Regions from separate parts of the Sus scrofa genome. Here region 2 is linked to region 1. Evidence: chromatin contacts called from public HiChIP or PLAC-seq data. All regions are on one chromosome and are shown on one strand. The core of a region is the stretch at or near the end of the contact, and the rest is flanking DNA. Distances in the headings are between cores, read along the strand shown.

The links. HiChIP or PLAC-seq counts read pairs in DNA pulled down with a chosen protein or histone mark.
Region 2: an H3K27ac HiChIP or PLAC-seq map of alveolar macrophages shows a contact between it and region 1. The contact joins two enhancer-like sites. A contact is called at or near these places in 1 of 47 Hi-C or Micro-C datasets (embryonic fibroblasts) and 1 of 2 datasets of contacts at active chromatin or transcription factors (alveolar macrophages).

Annotation. Positions count from the first base shown.
Region 1 is chr1:239,582,638-239,587,796 of Sscrofa11.1, reverse strand. No RefSeq gene overlaps it. Among named protein-coding and RNA genes, the nearest start is that of XPA, 17 kb to the right of the region's middle. Within about 2 kb of position 2,931, at least 16 of the 83 cell types and tissues checked have an H3K27ac peak or open chromatin away from gene starts, as enhancers often do. A contact at or near this core is called in alveolar macrophages and embryonic fibroblasts, where this site is marked.
Region 2 is chr1:240,040,391-240,045,549 of Sscrofa11.1, reverse strand. It overlaps TBC1D2 (TBC1 domain family member 2A), which reads left to right. Exons shown (of 16, transcript XM_021066519.1): 2 at 591-732. Among named protein-coding and RNA genes, the nearest start is that of TBC1D2, 7.0 kb to the left of the region's middle. Within about 2 kb of position 3,084, at least 27 of the 83 cell types and tissues checked have an H3K27ac peak or open chromatin away from gene starts, as enhancers often do. A contact at or near this core is called in alveolar macrophages and embryonic fibroblasts, where this site is marked.

The DNA.
Region 1 (5,159 bases), core at 1,682-4,181:
TGAGAGGCCTCCTTTCCCAGGGGAAACGCAGGCAGGCAAACGAAAGCTTCCCCCATAGCAAATCCTCCTCGCTGTGTAAAACCTCAGAAAAGCAGGTCGGTCTTTGCCCTCATCTTTGTCGTCTGGCAAAGCGTAAAAAGATTGAAGCAGCGAGGCAGAGCAGAACACCTGTAGCCATTATGAAAACCAGAGATACCTCCTGGCCCTGTGTCCTTTTTATTCTGAACGTGTAGCTCCTGTCAGACACAGATGAACACCCAGCAACAGAGGGCCAGAACTGGGGCTCAGATAAGCTGACTGAGGAATTACAAGGATTTTGTCATAAGCCCATCTGTTCTGTTGGATTGAAATATCTTCCAGTTCCATGCAGCCAAGGACAGCTGTACTTTGGTTTGATGTCTTATATGGGGTTCTGGTCTGCACAGAAAGGGGGGAGGGCCAGAGATGGGGACCCCAGAGACCAGGCCTGGGATTCTGGAGCTATCACTTACCAGCTGAAAGCGGTCTTGGCCAAATCACCTGAGCCCCCTGAGTTTCAACTACTTCATCTATAAAAGGCTCTCACCAGAAATACATTAGAATATTTAATTTACCGGAGTTCCCGTTGTGGCGCAGTGGTTAACGAATCCGACTAGGAACCATGAGGTTGCGGGTTCGATCCCTGGCCTTGCTCAGTGGGTTAACGATCCGGCGTTGCCGTGAGCTGTGGTGTAGGTTGCAGACGCGGCTCGGATCCCGCGTTGCTGTGGCTCTGGCGTAGGCCAGTGGCTACAGCTCCGATTCAACCCCTAGCCTGGGAACCTCCATATGCCGCGGGAGCGGCCCAAGAAATAGCAACAATAACAACAACAACAACAACAAAAAGACAAAAGAAAAAAAAGAATATTTAATTTACCAAGAGTTTAAGCTGTAAAGTAACAGCATACCTTCTAGCTGATGTTGTTCATATTGCCACCAACCTGGGAGAAAGGGGAAAGCAAAACTCGGTGTTGAGGGAAGGTCATTTATCTTGATTTTCTCCATAACATAGCGGGAGAATTCACCTGTCCCTCCTAACCTTGGTTCTTTTACTTAAGTCTGAATGAGGGAAGGGATGGTCTTAGGACCTGAGGTTGGAGGAACTTCCCGGGGGACCCAAGTGGACTTAGCTATGGGGAGGAAGATGCTACCTCACTGCCATTCAGCATCATTGTCTAATCAGCCCTGCACGTCTCTGTATTCTATAAGGAACCTCTTAATTACTCCTGGGCCCCAAATAATTGAAACATCAATGTCTCTTGGAAGGCAGAATCTCACCTTAAATTGTTTTCTTTGATTATACATTTGTCAAATATAAAGATAAATGCTAATGCTCTTGCTATAATGTTAAATCAGTAAATAAGAGATAATATTGCCATGTAGTATCTCAACTATATAAAAACTATATATGCACAGATGAAAATGTTAATCATAGTTGTAGCTGAGAGAATAGAAAATGGGCTTTTTTCTGCCTTTCTCTATTTTCTAAAAATTTTAAAATGCTCATTGGTTATTTATTTAATTTATTTATTTATTGGCCTTTTTAGGGCTGCACCCGTGGCATGTGGAAGTTCCCAGGCTAGGGGTCTAATTGGAGCTGTAGCTGCTGGCCTACACACAGCCACAGCAACGCCAGATCCTTAACCCACTGAGCAAGGCCAGGGATCAAACCCGCAACCTCGTGGTTCCTAGTTGGATTCATTAACCACTGTGCCACGACGGGAACTCCTCATCAGTTATTCTTAAAATAAAAAAAATATTTCATTCAGATATGTTTTACTACCCCAAAGGGAAAATCCACTTATATATTTTCATGAAAATTACCTACACAACTTCAATAAAAACTAATGATAGAATCCTGAAAATTTTGAAAGTAAGATATTTTATGAATATTAGATTGAGATACCTAGTCTGAGTCACTGAGTAAGTACAATACAGGTGAAAGTATATTAAAATAAATTTCTTGCACAATAAAAATAGCTGCATGATCAAAAATACCTTGTTTCTGAAAATTGTAGACCTATAACAGGGAACATTTGATACATTTAAGAGCATAGCACAAATGTGAAAGAACTGAGGCAGCCTTTTGGGGTTTGTTTTAATAGAATTTCACCTATATTTAGGTTCCAAAATCAATGAGCTTGTTCAGAGTCATAAATTGGAGTTGATGGAGGAATTTATGTTTAAGCACATGTAATAGAAATGTATGTTCCATAGCAGCAAGTGTTATGCAAAGTTAGGTTCCTTGGAACTGTTATTGGGCAAGAAATCTTGGATGTCACCTGAGGAAAGGGTTTAGCAGTTAGAGACGCTAAGTAAACCCCAGGGTACAGGACTCAATAGGCTTCACCGTTGCGCAACTTCTTGGAGCCTTAAATATACTGATTTTCATTGTAAATCTCCAAGAGGGGTGTGCAATATGTGACATTTGCTCAAAGCATTTGACCAGAAAATCTTTTTTCCCTCCACAAAGGACACTTCACATCAGGATATGCAATGTTACAGGCATGCAGAAACTTTATCTTTTCAACTTTTATTTTGTGAGCCCACGAAGCAGAGTTCATCTCTGTCTGTTGTCACAAAAGGGGTATTTTATGCATTTAAAGCACAGATAGAGATCACAACAAACCATTTAATGAGTCATGTCACATGGAACCAAAGCCCAGTTCCCACTGTCAGGTCGAGTCTCATTCTGTCGTTCCCTTGCAGAAACTGGGCTCTGATGAGACACCAGAAGACCAGAAGGGACTTGTGAGCTTCATCACACGTCCCATGCTTTGACCTCCTTTATAAAATGGCTTAGCAATGGCATGCAATTCTGAGACTCACCCTTCCCATCCCCCACTACATAGACGCACACCCTTTGCTGGCATGCGAAGCGTGCATAGAAAGGGGAAGAAAAACCCAAACCACAAAACCCCACATTCCTTTTGAGGGTTGTATGTGTACACGCCCTGGACCTTTGACCCTCTTTCCCTGCTGAACAGGGGTTTTCGAGGCTTTGAGTCTGTAGTCTTGGACTGTTCAGATGTAGCTTTATCAGGTTCCAGTCACAAGGCTTCAGCCTTTCCCCTCTTGGGGGCTTAGTTTCTGCATCTGTAAATTGGGGCTAATGAGCCTGGGTCCCACATAACCTCTCAGGATTGTAGTAAGGATAAAACAGAATAAAAATGTTATGAAAAGTTGGAATTGTGGGGCTTTGTTATACCATTATAAGCAGAAATAGTCCACTTCCTGAGGTGGTGGGTAGAGTGGGAAAAAACAGAGGACAGGCTGGAAAGACTAGTGACTAATGACTAATCTTTGTCTTCTTAACAATCACAGGGCTTCCATTCATTCTAAGGACAATGAAAGCAGGAAAAGACAGGACACATGAAATAAAGTGTGTCTAGAGCACCATCCATAGCCTTTTTGCTCCAATTCTGATAAAATGTTTATACCACTGAAAAATGCATTTAAATGAGTGCTTTTTTTGGTTTTGTTTTTTGGCTACCCCTTGACATGTGGAGTTCCTGGGCCAGGGATCAGATCTCAGCTTCAGTGGAGACCCACACTGCAGGTGCAATGCAGGAGCCCTACTGTGCCGGGTTGGGGTGGAACCTGAATTCCAGAGCTCTAGAGATCCTGCTGATAGGGATACCATTGCACCACTGCGGGAACCTCAGATGAGCACTTCCTTTAAAAATAATTTGCTGGAAAGAAAAAAAGGCATTTGGTTAGAAGTATCATAAAAACTGAAGAAATGAGAAAAGATTCCAATAACAATTCATCACACTTCTGAATCTGGGAAAAGTTGCCATCAATTATGAGGCAGACAGAATGCAGCTTGGATTGGATCTGGCATTGCTGTGGCCGTGCTGTAGGCTGGCAGCTGCAGCTTCGATTTGACCCCTAGCCTGGGAACTTCCATATGCTGTGGGTGCTACTGTAGAAAGGGAAAAAAGAAGTCTATCAAAATGGCAGAAAGAATAGGAAGCCCTAGCATCGCATAATGTAGATTCCAAGTGTTTAGTTTCCAATTTCAAAATGGAAAAACAGAAGTACTAAATATAAATATATACATTTCTATAAATTTGGAATGGTGAAAGCCTTTCTAAGAATGACTCAAAGACAGAAACTGTAAAGAAAAACATTATTTTTTCGAGGTAAAATGAAAAGTTTTTATTTATTAAAAACTATAAATATCTTATACATGGCCAATGAGATTTTTAAATGAGGTAGCCCTTTGGAAGACACTCTGACGGTTCCTCAAAATGTTGAACATAGGGTTACTATATAACCCAGAAATTCCACTCCTAGGTGTATATCCAAGGTAAATGAAAACATATATCTGCACAAAAACTTGTGACACGAATGGTCATAGCAACATTACCCATAATAGCTAAAAAGCGGAGATAACCCACATGGGTACCAACTGATAAATGGATTAAAAAATCTGGTATGCCATACCATCCAATGGAATATTATTCTACCATTAAAAGGAATGAAGTACTGATCCCTACTACAAATGGATAAGCCTGAAAATATGCTGGTGTATATACTGAAAGCCACCAAATTGTATACGTTAAAAGTGTGACTTTTATGGTATATGAATTTTTGCTCCATAAAGCAGTTATTTAAAAAATGTAAATAGTTATCATTAAAAAAACAAGGCAAAGCTAATGGCAAATGAAAAAAATTGTAACATTTCACAGAGATGAGAAATATCTGTAGTACACGAGGAGTGCTTATATAAAAATTTGAAAATAAATAGGCCATTAAAAATTGGCAAAAGCTAAGGTAAGAATTTCATAGGAAAAGCAGCGTAAAAGGCCAATAAACATGTTCATGTTTATGCTCATTTTGAAGTTTTGACGTTACCGTGATTATTAAACCAGCTGCTAGATGTTATCATTTAGCATGTTAATAATAGAGCTCCTATTTTACTATGTCGTATTCTGAGAAGGGTTCTTGAAGCTTTATCAGAGCACCAGTGCATCTTTGGCCCCCAAAAAAGTTAGGAAACCTTAAACTACAGAAAGGAGGTAAAATAAGGTATGTCATGTCCATATAATGAAATGCGATGTAGCCATTAAAATTGATTTTGTAGGTGAGGATATAGAGCAATTGAAACCTTCATATACTGCAGGAGAGTGTAAGTT
Region 2 (5,159 bases), core at 1,835-4,334, 460 kb before region 1:
CTGCCCGGAGGATGCCACCATGTCGTAGTGTGCATGTGGCTTTCCAGTCTCCAATCATATCCATGGTTTCGTGCAGCCCTCAAACAGGAGGGATTCTCCCCACTCCACCAAGTCAGCTAGGACATTGAGATGTCAGATGGGGAGGTAGTGATACCCCCAACCAGGTCAGAATTTCAAAGCTCTCTCTTTCTTACCACCTCCAAATTCCTTTATCCAGTGAGCACATCTTGAACACCTACTGCATGTGAGAAACTAGGCTGGACACTTTACTGTCCTTACCTCATTTCACCCTCATAACCACCCAATGAAGTGAGGACTATCATCACCTCATAGTACAGAGAAAACCAAAGCCCAGAAAGGTTAGGGAAACTTTGAGTTGGAGATCCCAGCCTCATTATCTTTTGTAGCCAAGAATCATGTGGTGTTTCAGAGGTAAGCATCCATCTGCAACAACAGGGTGTTTTGTGTTTTTGTTTTTGTTTTTTCTGGGAAGGAGAGAGTTGCCGAGCCTCCCATGACCTTCCCACATCCCTCACCCAGTGCCATGATGTGGGCACAGGGCCTTGCCAACTAACCCTTGTGCTTCTCAGGCCGCCACCAAGCAAGCGATGCTGTACTGGCTGCAGCAGCTGCAGACGAAGCGCTGGGAGTTCCACAACAGCCCACCTGCACCTCCCGCCGCCCCTGATGCTGTCCTGGCTGGGAACGGGCCTGCCCTGCGCCTTGAGCTAGGTACCTAATGGGCTCTCCTCCTGCCGCACACCCAGGGCTCTTGGTGATCAAGCCTTTACCCTCCTGTTGGGAGTGAGTGGGAGGAGCCCTCTGCTAAAGAAGCAGAGAGCCAGGGATGTAACTCAGACTCAGGGCAACAGTATAGCATCAAGGGCAAAAACATGGGCTCTGAGGCCAGGCTGCCTCAGTCTAAATCCTAATCCTCTGAGGTCTTAGGCAAGTAGCCTAACCTTTTTGAGCTTCCATTTCCTTCCCTGTAAAATGAGGTTAATAAAGTATACCTACTTCTTAGGGTTATGAGGATTAAATGAAACCATTACCTTAGGTGGTGGAATGATGCTTGCACATTGTCAGAGCTCAGGAGTTGTCAGCTACTATTGTGACAATGAAACTATGGGATGATCTCAAGAAATGAAACTTTCTCAGAGTTCTTGCGAGGAAGGTTAATAAGAAAATGCAGTTATTATTGTTGCTTCTTATGTAAATGTTTTTGTGCTATGAGTTATGTAGATCTGTGATTTTATTCTCTGTTCTCATAAGGCAGAATCTTCACCCCCATGTGGCCCACATGATCCCAAACCCTAAAACATCCCAGCATGGAGGAGTCTGGGAGCTCCTACCCCCACCCCCATGCTGCAACCAGGATTATGACTGGCAGGCTTTAGAATTGAGACAGATCACCCACAGAGCTGCCCTTGCAAGCTCATGGAGAGTGAGTGCCCAGCACAGGGCTGCAGTGAGGCTCACCGGCCTCACCATCAATTGACAGGGAAGCCAGGGGGTGAGGTCAGGAACTATGGCTGGGCATCTCCTGGACCTTGGTACCCAGATGCTTTACAGACTGAGCTCATCTGCCCTTCCCCTTCTCCCCAGTTCTCCTTCCCTGAGCAAATGGCCTTCATTTACCCAGTTGCCCCTTCCTGGACCTCAGATAGTCCAGTCAGTTACTGTGGCTTGCCTTGTCTGCCCTCTGGCCTATACGTCAGACCCAGACTCTCACTGTTGTTGCTTTGGATCAGACTCCAACTCTTAACTGGAAAACCACAGCAGCCTCTTCTCTGGTGTCCCCCTGTCCCAGCCTGCCACCTCAGACCCAACCTCTTCACTGCAGTCAGAGTGAGCTTTCTCAAATGAAAGCCTGAGCCCCACGTGCCTCCCACAACTGCTCTCCACGTCCCAGGCCCAGGCCCAGCGTTTTAGAACCCAATCAGGCCTCATCCTTCCTCTTCTCACCTCTGCCCGTTTCCCCAGCACCCCACCTCTGCTGTACACTTAAGCAGCACGACTCACTCTTCTCTGCCTGGCAAATTCCTATTGACTTTCTGGCCAAACTCCACTGTCACCTCCTCTTGGCAGGCTTCCAGGACTTTGCCAGCTAGACTCTGTATGAGCCCTCAACACTCTTTGCAGATGGCTATATTGTGTCTTAATTACAGCATCTTTGTCAGTCTCTGCCCCTCCCCTGGCCCTCAAGGAGAGGGTCCGTGTCACCTGTGTCCCCAGTAACTAGTGCCCTACTGGGTGCATTGGATATTGGTTGAGTGAATATATTGATTTTATCATTAAGTAAAGAAAGGAGTATAAAGGTCTTAGCATAATTACCTAGGCACACAGTGAGTGCTCAATATAAGTGTGATCTGGTGATTATTATATGTGTATGTGCACACTGTCACTGTCATTATAGCTGCTCCTTTTAATGGTTTATAACAATCACGCGTAATTTTCTCAGAGAACCTTCTAGGTGTTTTATGCTTGTAAGTACTTTCTTTAGGGGAGGGTTTGTTTGCTTTGGCTTTCGCTTCTGCACTCCGACTCACCCTCCACTCCCATCTGTGGAGAGGGGGAAACTGCAGCGTGAGCTGACACAGTTGCCGGATCGGCCTCAGACTAGAAGCAACAGGAAAACCCTCCCAATGACAGGATTCCCAAGTGTCTGGGACTAAAATGAGAAGAACCAGGTTATCAGAAGAATGGCTTTGGTTCAGCACACTTGGTGGGCCTCTTCTGGGCCAACCCCTACTGTTGGCCTGGGAGGGAGAGGAGGGGTTGCCACAATGACCAGGCTCCTGAGGAGGTGACAGTGGGGGACACTGGCCTTCTCCTCTAAAGCCTCTCTCATCTCACAGCAAGCCATCACCCCCCTGGCCCCAGGGCCCTGCGAAATTTCCCCCAGAAAGATATTTCTGGAGTCTTGAGCAAGCTGGCAGACCGTGGATTAGCTGTCTGGAGCAAGCTGCCCCACCTCTCCAGTCTCCACCCTTCCTGGAGGAAGCAGGGGCCTGCTCCCTGGGCAGTGAAAACCAACAGAGTCACATCTGACTTTGAGTCACGGACACATCATCTTATAAAAAAGTGTCTCATCATGTCATTGAGCAATCTGCAAGGCTGCATATTCTCTACAGCATTTAAGCATTTATGCCTTTTTTTTTTTTGCTATTTTAGGGCCACACTTGTGGCATATGGAGGTTCCCAGGCTAAGGGCTGAATTGGAGCTATAGCTGCCGGCCTACGCCACAGCCACAGCAACGCAGGATCCGAGCCGCGTCTGCAACCTACACCACAGCTCACGGCAACGCTGGATCCTTAACCCACTGAGCAAGGCCAGGGACCGAACCACAACCTCATGGTTCCTAGTCGGATTTGTCTCTGCTGCACCACAATGGGAAACTCCCATTTATACCTTTATTTTATACTTTACCTAAACACTGGTCTCCATAAGAGCTAAGTAAAATCAAGGGGAAGCCAGCAGATTTATAATAACAATAACATGTTACCAAACTAGGCCACAGTTTGCAAAGGAGTTTTATAAATGTACATCATCATAAAAACACGCATACCACTTACTCTGTTCTCATACTTTACGTGCATCAATTACCTAATCCTCACAGCAATCTTAGGTAGTTAGTGTCATTCTCATTTTGCAGAAACTGAGGTTCGAAGAGGTCAAGAGACCTGTCCAAGGTCACACAGCAAGAAAACATCAGCCTGAAGTTTGAACCTTAGTCTGTAGACTTACTCTACCCCCAGCTCCACTCAGGCTTTGGGTCAGCTGATCATGTATCCAGGGCCCTTTGGGGAAGCAGCAACTCTCTGGCCGAGGCACTTTTCATTGAGCGACGATTTTTCCCTCTTGGTGATGGGGCAGCTCCTACAGCTCAGGCAAAAGGAGAATCACAAGTAAATGCTGAAAATTATTAGTGTGATCACTTCTCTGAGAGCATTTCTCTAGGCTGGAGAGGAACCCAGAGGCCCCAGAGCAGAGCCTGGTTCATCAGTTCTGTTTACTACAGTAGCATCTATCTAGAACCGAACCCATTATCTCTGAGGTGTGCCTGTGTTTTATGTTTTTGCACCCACACCCTTTTTGCAGATGTAGTGCAAAAGTAAATTTCCTCTACCCCTACATTTTTCACCCTCTCAGTAAGCAGGCTCCAGGTGAAAGGTGTCTGCTGCCCTGTTGTCCTCAGGGGCTGCCTGATCAAGATCATACCATCCCATAAGTGGCCTTAGTTCTCTCCCACTTTTTTGTAACACTCAAAATTGACCTAAATATTGTGCCTCCCTCTCTTTTATACCCCAAATAATGTTTCCTTGGAACCCTCCTTAACATTAAACGTTTTGAAGGAAGCAGAACATTTGAGAAACATAGAAAGCTGGAAGAAAAATAGCCATAATCCTATCACCCAGAGACAGCCAGTGTTAACATTATGTCATGAGCCCCATCTGCTTTTTATTTAAACATATTTCAGGAGTTCCCATTGTGGCACAGCAGAAAGGAATCCGACTAGGAACCACGAGGTTGCAGGTTTGATCCCTGGCCTTGTTCAGTGGGTTAAGGATCCAGCATTGCCGTGAGTTGTGGTGTAGGTTGCAGACGTGGCTCAGATCCTGAGTTACTATGGCTCTGGTGTGGGCCGCGGCTACAACTCCGATTCTACCCGTAGCCTGGGGATCTCCATATGCCTCAGGTGCGGCCCTAAAAAGACAAAATAAATAAATAAATAAACTTATTTCAGATCATATAACAATACAAAACACCCTACTTTGCTTTTTGGCACTCAGTATTGTGACCCTAAAATTTCCCTGGGTTATAAAATCTCTTTATAAACATCTACTTTTGATGAATGTATATTTTTTTCTGTTTATAAATATAATCCATGTTTACTGTAGAAAATTTGAGGGAAAAATTACAATGAGCATAACCTGCCCACTTCTAATCCCATCATTCAATTCTGACCACTGTTAAGATTACAGAATGTATTTCTTTGAGACTGTTCCTATACAATTGAGGGTATACTATAATCCCAATTTTTAGCTCCCTTTTTCCACTTAATATTATATCTCACAGACATTCTCATATTCTTAAGAATTCTTCATTAGCATTGTTTTAAATGGTTGAGTAATATTCCATTGCCTGAAGGCATCAT